Linked DNA regions of Callithrix jacchus: region 2 is linked to region 1. A link is a contact called in public Hi-C data. All regions are on one chromosome and are shown on one strand. The core of a region is the stretch at or near the end of the contact, and the rest is flanking DNA. Distances in the headings are between cores, read along the strand shown.

The links. Hi-C and Micro-C count contacts between places; a contact is called where the count stands out from the background.
Region 2: a Hi-C map of induced pluripotent stem cells shows a contact between it and region 1, with 4 times the contacts expected there. The contact joins two enhancer-like sites. A contact is called at or near these places in 2 of 3 Hi-C or Micro-C datasets (induced pluripotent stem cells and skeletal muscle).

Annotation. Positions count from the first base shown.
Region 1 is chr3:15,257,936-15,264,510 of calJac240_pri, forward strand. No RefSeq gene overlaps it. Among named protein-coding and RNA genes, the nearest start is that of WDR17, 11 kb to the left of the region's middle. Within about 2 kb of position 2,901, at least 2 of the 16 cell types and tissues checked have an H3K27ac peak or open chromatin away from gene starts, as enhancers often do.
Region 2 is chr3:15,750,893-15,757,467 of calJac240_pri, forward strand. No RefSeq gene overlaps it. Among named protein-coding and RNA genes, the nearest start is that of GPM6A, 430 kb to the left of the region's middle. Within about 2 kb of position 2,634, at least 4 of the 16 cell types and tissues checked have an H3K27ac peak or open chromatin away from gene starts, as enhancers often do.

The DNA.
Region 1 (6,575 bases), core at 1,651-4,150:
TATATTTTTAGCATGTATATCCCATATGGAAATATTTTTTGGTATAAGGTATATACAACTTTTATCTGAGATAGACATTCTGACTCCCTAAATCTAAAACTCTCCAATAGGCATTCAATTCACATATATGTGTGTACGTATATACTACTGTGTGTACATTTAAATAAAATTCATCAAAGCCTTATAAATAAAATGGAAGAAATATGTACAATAGACTGAAACCATGCAAAAGACTAAGCCTAGCTAAAATAAAGCAAAGTTCAGATTTCTGGCTCTAGAAAATATGCCCTAGGCCACTTTGCTATGAAAACAAAGTAATACGTTGCTATGAATGGGAGTCCCACATGAAGCAATTTGCTGAAGGTATTTCAGAAGACTTTGGGCCCCTAAGACATGGGTTTCTATTTCTCTGTTTTAAGGATGACTGCCAGCACTAATTCTTCATCCACACTTTTTAATCTTTTAGTGACACCAGGTTGAAGGATAGTTAACTTTTCACCTGTCTGAAAAATCTTCAGCTTATAGACAGTCATAGGTTAAAAATGCTAGCCTTCATAAAATCCTCTTCAAAGTGTGGGCAAATTTCCATGGCTTTTTAGATGCAGTTTTAAAAGTAAATCTCAGAAGATTTCCTTTGTATATTCCCAATTCATAGCAATCTTGCCAAAAAGAGAAAAATCCCTATATATGTTTTTCAATGAAATACTGAAGTAACATTGCGTTTTCCTGGATGGCAAGTGATGGATTTTATAATCTAGCATTTTTTTTTCAAAGAGCAGAACAGGTTAAATTAATAAAATTATTTTACATTTTCTTGAGCGTGACTTTCCACATTACCTTGTACCTATCCCACCACTATATTTTACTCTTGTTTTCTTAAGGAAATGAAAGAGAAATAAGAAAGCAACTCACCCAAATTTACTTCTGGAGAAATTATTGCAATTAAAAAAATTCTCAAAAGGAGTGTGTGGCCTCAGTACCTAAGTAAATAAACAAGTCATTCAGTAAATGTCTAATATTTGCCACTCAGATAAATTGTTTGTTAAATGAATGTTAAAATGATAATCTTATGTTTGATAAATTAATACTTAAGGAGATGATTATATTTAGGTTTTGAAACCTTTACATTAAATAGCGATTTATTTTTAAGTTGAAATATAGAGGGAGATCACGAGGAAAGATCCTTAAGGGATTAATTTATAAGTATTCTTTAACTCTTTCATTGCTAGAGCATTTTAGTACAGTTGTTTTTGTTACACAAAGGGACTTTTCTCTCCAGTTCATGAAAGAATGGTCAAATTTTGAGAGATTTTTTTTCAATCAATATGTAATTTCCCCAGTTAAAAGCATTTTACACATTATGAAGGAATCAAGCATATGCTATAAGCAGTTCAAATGAAAATTGAAAAGCTCACAAATGTGTACGTCATGTAAATGAATATTTAAATGAATTTCAAATGAAGGGAAAAACTGTTTTGGGAGGAGAAGGGGATAAGTCGGGTTAGATCTTTACCATACAGAAAAAGTTCTATATATCTATCAGATCTACAATGTTCAAAAGGCAAAACAGCTAAAGATCATGTGCAGGGCTAGAATCAGACAGAAGAAGGGTGCACTGTAATCAGTGTACAGAATTCCATGTCTTTTCAGTACATTATGTTGGCAATGTTTGGGGAGCTAGGTCTGAACACAGAGAATACTCATTGAGTTGGCAAATATGTAGACTTTAAATTTAATTGACTTGATTGATTTTTAACTAACATCACATATAGGTTTACTACATGTGGGTAAATAAAAAGATAATCTTAAGGTATAAGGAGACTAAAACAGCTTTCCAGGCATGGCTTAAAACAGCACATTGGATGATTATAAACTACTGTCGCCTCATAGTCTCATAATTATCAAGGCATTAAAAGAGGATTTTAGGCCGGCACAGTGGCTCGCACCTATAATCTCAGCACTTTGGGAGGCTGAGGCAGGTGGATCATGAGGTCGAGAGTTTGAAATCAGCCTGGCCAACATGATCAAAACCCATCTCTACTAAAAATACAAAAAAAATTAGCCAGGAATGGTGGTGGGTGCCTGTAGTCCCAGTCACACTGGAGGCTGAGGCAGGAGAATTTCTCGAACCCGGGAGGTGGAGGTTGCAGTGAGCTGAGATTGCACCATTGCACTCCAGCCTGGGGGACAGAGTGAGATGCCACCTCATAAAAAAAAAAAAAGAGAGAGAGAGAGAGAATTTTAGAGACAGGTTCTTGCTCTGCCACCCAGGCTGGAGTGCAATGATACAATCATAGCTCACTGTAGCTTTGAACTCCTGGGCTCAAAGGATCCTCCTGCCTCAGCCTCCCAAGTAGCTAGGACTACAGGTGCACAACACCGCATCTGGCTTTTTAATTTTTCTTTTGGTAGAGACAGGATCTTGCTATGCTGCCCAGGCTGGTCTGGAACTCCTGGCTGCTAGTGATTCTCCCACCTCAGCCTTCTGAGCTGGGATTATAGCCATGAGGTATTGCGCCCTGCCCTAAAATCTCTATAGTCAAATTTATAGTGGTACCTACCTGAGATTTTGTTGTTGCTGTTGTTGTTATTGTTGTTGTTGTTGGGAGAGAGAGGCAGAAAGCAGAGAGGAGTATACATGACTCTTCTCTACATAATGGGAAAAATAATAACCTCCATATAAAATATTGGGATGATTCCTTGCCTCATTAAGGTATAAAAATAGAATAGAAGTTTAAAAATAAGGTTTCTGCTATTATCTGAAATAGTGTATAGACTTCTTAGCATTACAATCCTTTCCTAATGATTTTTAAGTAGCAGACAAATTTCAGCTGCCACTAGGTGACACTATTGCATCCTTAGAGTAAAATGGAGAAGTTGATTTCTGCTGGTGGCTGTGAAGGAAATGCAAGTTCTGTCGGGCCAGGCTTGATTCCTAGCCCCTTGATTTGATCCTATTTGCTCATTCATAGAGTTCCGTTCGGACCCACGGTTGCAACCTGCTGCTTGTCCAAATCTGAAGTGCTGTAGTGATTATGACAGCTATGATTCCACCTCGCTATTTAGACACAAGCATTGGTCTTCCTCTCTTTTAGAGGTCACCTTGCCTGGTACTGCACCTATCTGTAAACCAGTGGGTTGGCTTATGTCTCTGCTGGACTGTCTCCCTAGAAGGTCTCCTGCCACTACTTGTCACTCTACTGAGGCCCCTGTGTGGAATGTATGGGCATGGTTTCCCTGGTGGAATGTTGCTTCTTGTCTGAAATCAGTAGCGGGAGAGTGAATACAGAGCAGTCACAGCTTTTTCGACCCTTTATACTTTACACCTGCACCACTCAGTGCTGAAGGGAACATCAAACTTTCTGAAGTGTTGGTGAAACAAAGGGTCTGTAAGGTAGGAGGGAAGCAGCTTCACACTGTCTGGCTCATGCTGCGTTCCGCACTGCACAAGTGTTTGAAGATCTAAGAGGGAATGGCAGGGGATAAACAAAGACACACAGACTAACACAGTGATCTAGACCAGGTGGTCCAAAAAGCTGATGATGTCAGTCTCTTCAGCCCCGACCTGCCTCTGAGTACTTTATTTTATATGTTCACAAAGCACATAGCAGAGGGAGGGTGCCGTTACTTAGAACAGCCTGTGGTTATAAATCATACTTCAGTTAACATACTTCAGCTAACAACTATCTTGCAGCAAGGTCAGTGAGATCTGGTTATCTTTTTATAGGCCTCTCTGCCTTTCTCTGAGACATACACATTCCCCTATTATGGTTTTGCTTCTCTGGTATACACCCAAAGCCCACAGCAGGCCTGCTGCTGATTCCTCCAGACAGGTGGGCTACTCTGGCTCTCTACAAAGCTGCATATTAACTATGCCTTTAGTTTTCATCCCAAGGCAAAGCATCCCCAGACTTAAAAGTTTTAGAAGGTCAGGGACTTGCTTGATGGGTACCTAACTTCGAAACGGTTTCCTTAGTAATAGATACTTCATAAAATTGCCCCCTTCCAAATTCTGCCATTAGACCCTGCACCCACTATCCAGGGAGTCTACCCCTTACCCGCAAAGGTTATTTTCATCCATCCGCCTCTTGCTAGTGGAACGTTGTCTTAAGTTAGAAATACCATTCTAAAACACCACCTCTTTGAGGTGCAGGTGCAGAGGTGGGAAAAGAGAGGGAAAGGAGAGGCTGCAGTGGGATAGTCAGTGTGTTCTGTGGACTTCTGGCATTCCAAGTCTTCCATAATGATGTCAGCTAGAAAGAAGCAATCCGGTCTGTTCTCGGCAAGGTTTTCCAGCACTGCCACTTTCGGGCATGCTCTTTTCCTCACATTGTCAAATGGATAACTGAGAAATTAAACATGGACTTACAACATACATATGCATATTTGGAAGATACATGCATACCTCTAACAAAGGAGGACAATTAGCAGAGTCAGCAGAATGTGAACAGAGCTTGCAAACTGGTCAGGCCATTTCTGAGCAACATTTCTGTTACGTTTTGCCTAAAGCCTACACAATTTGTTTCACAAGGAGCCAACACCTAAAAATCAGGAGATTTCACCGTAAAACTTCGTTATTCCAGTTTTTTCATACTAACCAGAAGCCCTAGATATATGGGATCTTATTCCAATGCAAGTAATCAGCTAAAGGCAAGTAGTCATTGACCCTCTAGATGAGGCAGATGATACTCTTTGACAGTCACTGTCTCTCTCTCTCTCTCCCTTTTTTTTTTTTTTTGAGGTGGAGTCTCACTCTGTGGCCCAAGCTGGGGTACAGTGGCACGATCTTGGCTCACTGAAGCCTTCACCTCTGGGGCTCAAGTGACTCTCCTGCCTCAGCCTCCCAAGTAGCTGGCACAGGCGTGCACCACCACACCTGGTTAAATTTTATTTTTATTTTTGTATTTTTAGTAGAGACAGGATTTCAGTATGTTGTCCTGGGTGGTCTCAAACTCCTGAGCTCAGGCAATCCGCCCACCTTGGCCTTGCAATGTGCTGGGATTCCAAGCGTGAGCCACCTCGCCTGGACTCTCTTTCCCTTTACACTCTAGGACCCTTGTTGACAGTAGCTGCTTGACAACCGTAGGTATTTAGATTTGTGAACCCTGATCTAAACTGTTAAGAAAAAAGGAACATTTTTCCAAACTGGGAGGCCTGTTCTCTCACAATCCCAACAGAGTTAGTACTTTACATTGTATGTTTTGTAAAGCACTATTGGCTCTTTTCTTTTATTCCTCCCACCCCTACCCTTCTCACTCCTACAAACTAGACCTGTGTTTCTGTTTTTATGTGATGCTTTCATGGAATGGATTGGTGTCATAGCACCGTTGCCATGCAAATATTCCAGCTATTGTCAGGAGCGATCATTTCCTCAAGTCACTGGCTTTGAACATCTTTTCCTTGCCACTTGCCACGTGACTATGACCAATGTCTTTTCACAGTAAAATGAAGCAAGCCTACTGCTTAGAACTTCTGATGTATTTCTCAAGGTTCTTCTGTTAGCTACGTGAACATCCTGTGGATACCGAAGCAGAAGTGAGAAGGGGAAGTTTTATGGCTCTATGGTTTTACCTCCATATGTCTCTGTGATCTTGGATAAGTTAACCAGCTTTCTAAATGATGTCTTCTCATCGACAAAGTGGTACATTACAGCTTACTTATACTTGGATTCAGAAATAAATGGACTTTCAGAAAACTGGCCCACCGCAGGAAGAACTTCTTGAGAAACATTCTGAGGAAGGAAAGTTCAAGCTCACAGCCTTGGCCTAATCGTAACGTCCTTTGCTAGTCAGGAGAAATGACTATAATTACTGGATATGGAAGTCATTTGAGTGTCTGTTGCACTCACAGAAATAGAATTCAAGGAAGAGAGAAAAACAAGTAAAGTCTATGATATGGCTAATCAATAGCCCTGTAAGACTTGTGGACCCTGCCTTTTTTGCAATCTGTATACTACATACAGCAAAGCAATATTCTCATTTCAGGTGAGAACACAGGCAGCAATCCATATGGAAGATGTTAAAACACCTGTAGCGTTAACATCCTTTAGCTCAGCATCATTGCTTTCTCACAAAGAGGCCAATTAACCTCAGCCTGGCATTGGCATGATGTAGCTTCGGCTTTAGGTGCCACTAAGGAGAGCAACATCAGTGAGGTATCTTACTGTAACACTGCTGGTGGCTTCAGCAGCAAACAACATTATGGGAGGCTGAAGCCAGAGAATGAGAAAAGGAAAATAATAAAAGGCAAGCAGTAGCTGAGAATAGTGTATCTAATAGTTCCAACAAGACTATGCAAGACTGTAGGTAAACCTGTCCCCTCTTGGAACCTCTCAGGAAAGCCATTTCTTCATGCCGAGTGTGCAGAGTTTCAGGCAAGCTGTACTGAGGACCAGTATATTGTTGAGTAGAAAAGTCAACACAAAAGTAAAAGCTCAGGAACAGAAAAGCAGTCTTCTCTTTACCTGATTTCATCACCAACAACCTGATGGTTGTGCTGGTATTTATGTAGTTTTCTTTGCTCGGTTAGACCATCGTCCTCATCCTCTGTAATTTTATGACTCTCCTTTTGCAGCA
Region 2 (6,575 bases), core at 1,384-3,883, 490 kb after region 1:
TTAGTCATTAGGGAATTGCAAATTGAAACAGCAGTGAGATGGCAATTCTCATACACCAGGATAGTTTTAGTCAGGAATACGTATAATAATAAGTGTTGACAAGGATGTGAGAAATTGGAACCCTAGCACATTAGTGACAGGGATGTAAAATAGGGCAGAACTTTGGAAAGAGGACTGTCAGTTCCTCAAAAAAGTAACCATAGAGCTACCTTATGACCCACCAATTCTTGAGTAAATACCAAGAACCATGAAAGCATGTCTATTCACAAATCAATAAACCTGAATATTTATAGTGACTTATGCATTATGGCCAAAAACCAGAAACAACAAAAATGCCCATTTATTGGTTAATAGAGAAATCAATTTGGGTACCTAATTTAATGAAACACTACATAACAATATAAAGAACGAGCTTCTAATATGTGCAAAAACATGGACAAATCTCAAAAGCATTGTATAAATGAAAGAAACTAGTCATAAAAGATGACACACTATATGTATGTTTTCATTTATACGAAATTCCAGCAAAAGCCAACTGTAGTGACAGAGGTAGATCAGTATTTGTTGGAGGCAGATATGTGAGGATGGTAATTAACTATTAAACACACACACACACACACACACACACACACACACACCCCTGGAACCTTTCTTCATTGCCTCTTGGTATTATACACAAACAAACTTTTGGTGAGGAAATGTGTTCACTAACACCTAGCTGATGGATTGGTTATAAATGAGCACTCGTATTAGTTTTTTTAACACTAATGTAACAAGTTGCCCAAATTTGGTAGCTTAACACAATTTAAAACTATGCTTTCATAGTTCTGAGAATAAGAAGTTTCAAGGCAAGGTACCAACTGGGTTAGTTTACTTTGGAGACTCTGAAAGAGAGTTCATTTAATGCCTTCTTCTAGCTACTGAGGCCAGCCATCCTTAGTGTTCCCTGGCTTATAGATGTATCACCCCAACTTCTGTCTCCGTCTTCATATTACCTCCTCCTCTGTGTGTCTTCTTGCCTTCTATTATCTTGAAGGACATTTGCCATTTGATTATGGTCCCCTGTTATCCAGGATAATATCCTCTTGAGATCCTTAACTGTTACATCTGCCAAGATCGTATTTTTAAATGAGATCACATTCACAGCTTCTGGGCAGACATGTATTTTGGGAAGGGTATTAGTCTTCTCTGGCTGCCGTAACAAAATAGCATGGAATGGGTGGTTAACAAACCACAGATATTTATTTTCTCATAGTTGTAGAGACTGGAAGTTGAGATCAGGATGCCAGCATGTCTGTGTTATGGTAAAGGTAGTCTTCCTGCCTATGCAAATGACTATCTTCTTGCTGCATTCTCATGTGGCAGGGAGAGCACTCTGGTGTCTCATCCTCTTCTTACAAGGATATTAATTCCATAGGATCTATGAGGGCTACACTCTTTTGATTTCATTTAACCTTAATCACGTTCTTAAAGGCCACATCTCCAATACAGTCCCTTGGGAGGTTAGGGCTACAACATATGAATTTTATGGTGACACGATTCAGTCCATTACAGGGGCCAGTATTTAACCCACTGCAGTATACTATTCCTTCACTCTCTCTTTACTGTTACAGCGCAGCTTGGACAATTACCTGGCAAAAAGGGTAGAGGAAGAGAATAGCACCAAATAAGTCATGTGATTTCTATATCTCATTTCCTATAATTCAGAAAACAATGATCATTTAGTGTAAATGATAAAGATGCAATATAGTGGCTTTGGAAATAACTTTTTGACTTATTTATTTGTTTGTTTTACTCTCTGGGAAAGCTCATTTAGATAACACGGTAATCACTCATTACATTTGGTAAATTGATTGACTTAGTCCCCTGAATTGTTAGTCCCGGGGTCCTTGTGGACCCTGTCAGGCCATGAAATTAAAGGTCAATGAGATAGTAAAACTGGTCTTTTGAAATACCATTATTGTAAAAGGGTAAGCCACTGTGAGAAATCTTACTATCTATACATCTCAAAGCTTTTTTTCCATCAAAGACAAGTAATTTATTTCCTTCCATAAACACATTTCTTCCAATTGTCTGAGAATTTTTGAAGAGCACAGATAAAATGAATAGTGTCTCAGGCTTTACTGTCTTCAAATCAATCCCTGTTCAATATAATTTATTCCACCTCAGTAATGATTGGTTAGTTACTTGTCCTTGAATTTTTAGCTAGTTATTTTTCTAAAGTGTAATTCTGCTTACTTTTTTATCTGCATTTCATCTTTATTTTATTAAATAATAGGTACATATATGCAAATGTATATAATACACTTTTCGTTATGTTACCAGTAATCACCCATATCCAACATCTTCTCAATACCGTGTTCAAAAGTAGACACACTTAAAAAGTAAAATTTAAGCTACAAAATTCTGCTCTCAGTCTTTCATGCACAAGCCTTGAAAGTCTGTGATTTTTTTTTTTTTTTGCTACATATAGAGCTATTGTTTGATTAAGATAAAGTTTTCGAGGCAATTCAACTCAGCGTTCAGTTAAAGAAACCAGACATTTTCACAGAATCATAAATACAGTGTGAAGTCAGATTGAAAATGATAAGCCTGTTGAGTACATTCTCCACACAGCTCCTTGGGGCTGTCTGTATGTAGAAATTTTCTCACTCCATCTGTTCCCTCTGCCTGAGTGACAGGTCCGCTTCTGCCAGCATTCCCTTCACCAGCAAGAGAGAGAAAATGTTTCCAGGTGCACATGGACACACCTGATCTCCTGCTCATCATCCTTTTAGCATATTTACTAAAGACTGAATAGACTGAGAGGAAATAGATAAAGAATGGGAAAACACTCCAATTTAATGGATTTGAATTAAAAAGGAGAAATGCATCTGACATATTCTTCTGAGATAGCTGAAATAAAGTCTCTCCCACTAAATATTTGGTGTCCAGGAGCCATCATACAGCATTGCCGTATTAACAGTGTTGCTGAATGAAGGCATACTAATGAATTCACATTTGCTGTTGTACCTATGGCTTCAAAAATTGTTTTCAATCAAGATTTTACAAGCATTATATAACCATCTTCACATGCTAACGAAGATGGTTATATAATCTCAGCTCAGTCCACAGTCTGAAGCAAACAATTTCTTCTAAGCATTTCAGTTACTTCATCTAAAAAAAGAAAAAATATCAACTGGTAAGATTTGATTTCTCCGTAAGTTCAATGTATCAATGATAATTTTTTGGTAAGATGATTCAACATCCTCTGACTAATTGTGCAATATGGGTTTGAAGTACTAATCACCCACAGAATATTGAGACTACAAAAGATTGTAATTTTTTTAGATGATTCATTTTAAATTCTTGGAATAGGGACTATTTTGAATATATCTTTGTATCCCCCCACAGAACCTAAGACAGTGCCTCACAGAGAGCTGGGATGAATAGATTTTTGTTAAGTGAATGAATTTTACAGTCTCAGTCTGTAGCTACAATTTCCCAGAGAAAAGGAGAGAACTTGTTTTAGAATTGGGATTGAAAGAAGGATCTCACATCTAAGACTTGAAGGATAAATGCAGCCAAACTGTGGTCAGTTCACAACAGAAAACCATTGCAGAACCAGTCTTTAGGATCTTTGTGTTAATGTTCCCCAGGTCCACCATCTGTGCCCCCTACACACACATAGACTTTGCAGAATATTCCCTTGTCAACTGCAGGCAAAGGGCTTTGGTAAATCTCACTTGATTGTATCCACCATCACAGTTCGAATGAAAACAGACTCTCTCTCTCTTTGGCTATCCTCCTCTACAGAATAGGTGTTGAGAAAAAGTGCTATTAGGAGGAAGGCAAACTGCAATTTCCTAGTTACTATTTGAAGAGACTTAATATCTGTACTCTAAGGAAATTTAATGATATGCATTCTCCAGAATAACTTCTTCAAAACTTATGGTCTGGCTCAAGAGATACGACTTGCTTTAAAAATTATTTTCCTATGACAAGTTAATTAACTCAGAGGTTCATTCATTCACAAATTCACTGACTTGACCAAGCACATATGATGGACAAGACACCATCCCTCAAGGAAATAGATCTGCAGAGGTATGGAGATATTGCATCCAAAAATATCCACAGAAAAGATAGAAAGGATAAAATTTGCAATAGAGTAAAAACAAGAAAAAAACTTTATTGTCTTCATTGTATTCTGTGATGTGGCAGATGAAATGCTCTCTTGAAGGAAGGAAGGAAACAATTGCTGAGGGCTTAAGGAGGTAAAAATATTCTGAGCATTTTCTTCTTGTATAGTGGCAATGCACATTACACACATGGGTATACATGTACATGCACATATGCATATATGCATGTATATACATATATATACACAAACACACAGAGGCTGATATTTTTATTCATATCTCTGCTTAACATAGCATAATTGTAAAAATAGTAACATCAAATTAATTGTTCATCTTCTTACAAGCGATATGATTATTTTAAACAGCATAGAATTTCTGGTTCACTTTCATTTAGATGAAGAAAATGGCTGAACAGAAAGTCTGTCGCAGAAATAAAAAAGCATGTGTCTTTTTCATAGAATTATCAGAGGCTGACATCTAGTGGTTCTCAAAATTCATTTTAATGAAGGACTTTTAATAACGGCATACTTTTCATATACGGCAGATATGCACAGACGGATATATTTTATTTATATGTTCTATTATGGTTCTTTGTACGTAAAACTGTTGACACTTAGAATGAAAAAACTGGCAAACTGGACATGTTGTGATCAGCTACACTCCACATTTTGCATAAAACTGAAAAAGCTCTCTCTTACGTTTTCTTCTCTTTCTTTCTTCCCTTACTTCCTCCCTCTCCCTCTCTCTTTTTCTCTTTCTTTCTTTCTTTCCTCTCTCTCTTTCTTTCTCCTTCCTTCCTTCCTTTTCTTTCTTTCCTTTCTTCTTCTTTCTCTTTCTCACCCTTTATTTCTTTGTTTCTTTTCTGTTCTTTTTTCCTCTCTCCCTCCTGTCTTTCTCCTTTATTTTCTTTATCTCCTGATTTCTTTGCTTTCTTTTACTTTCCTTTTCCTTTTGCTATTTATTTGCAGAATAAGGTCTTCATAAATGGCCTTGCCATCTCTTGGACTTTGGACCTTTCATAATCTGACATAAGCCTCTTATGCATCATATTCTTCGGACATTTTAAAGTGCTTCTCCCTGTATTTCCTGTCTCTGCCCTGCTTTACCATAAGAGTTAAAGTTATTTATGCAAAAGTATGATGCCCTAAGAATTCTCATTTCTTTTTTGCTTTGTATATTTGGCATGTTCTATTACATTACATAGTTTGTATTAAAATATATATGTAGCTATTCTGTCAAATGCATTTTAACTTTATTTTCCTCTTCCTCTTCCTCTTTCTATCATTCTCTCTCTCTCTCTCTCACTTTCTTCATTTTCTATGCCTTATAATTTTAGGACAATAGTTATTGCTAGTATATTTCCTCAACGCTTATCTAATTTTACTTCATTGATGAATATACATAGTTTAAAAGGCCTTATTATGGAAAGTAGATTACATTGAATACTTTCTTGACTTTTTCCCAGTTATGGCTTCTCTCCTTGATCCCTCTCCAAAAGCCATCGATTTAATGAGTTTAAAAAGAGCTTTCTAAGTATGAACTTCCTTCCTTGTGGAATTTGCATTCATTTTTCCATAAAACGTCGCAGGCAATAGTTTTGTGGCAGGAAATGCAAGGTAATCAGATTGGTGCCCTTATTCGTGATCTGTCACGGTGAGCTGTCAGAGTCCCAGAAAATGAGAGAAAAAAAACAATGTAAATAGATAGATTATAGCTCTCTTTGGTAGTGAAGAGTTTGCCTCTTTATTGAAACTGTAATAAGCTGTAAGGATTAATTTAGTGGCTTGCTTGAAAATTTGAAATGGGCTAAGAGTAGATCAGAGAATACCTAAAGGAAGGAACTTCAGAATTGCTCCGAGTCATGTGTGTTCTCCCTCTCTCTTCTTCTCTGTCTTGCACCTACTTCTTTGCAAATACACTCTGCTCCTACACCTGAAGTTGATTTTGAAATAAGGCCAAAATAGAAAGTTATTCTTGAATAATTTTGGAAGATGTTGATAATTTGAGTGAATTGAGAATAGATTTCTAGGACCCTTGAAAGGCAAGTTTTTTCTGCAAATTATCAAAGTGTTATAGTAGACTGTTTCAACTCAATTTCACCTAAAGATTCAGTAGGCCTGATTACCTTTGTATCATTTTCAAAACCTGTTTCCTTCTCTTAAGCTGTTAAGGTCATGAAAGACTCCAAATAACAAAAGCAATCTTGAGAAAAAAAATAATAAAGTTGGAGGCATTCCATGACCCAATTTCAAACAATATTACAAAAACAAAGTGGGAGGCCAGGAGCGGTGGCTCACGCCTATAATCCCAGAACTTTGGGAGGCCGAGGCGGGTGGATCATGAGGTCAAGAGATTGAGAGCATCCTGGTCAACATGGTGAAACCCCGTCTCTACTAAAAATACAAAAATTAGCTGGGCATGGTGGCACATGCCTGTAGTCCCAGGTACTCGGGAGGC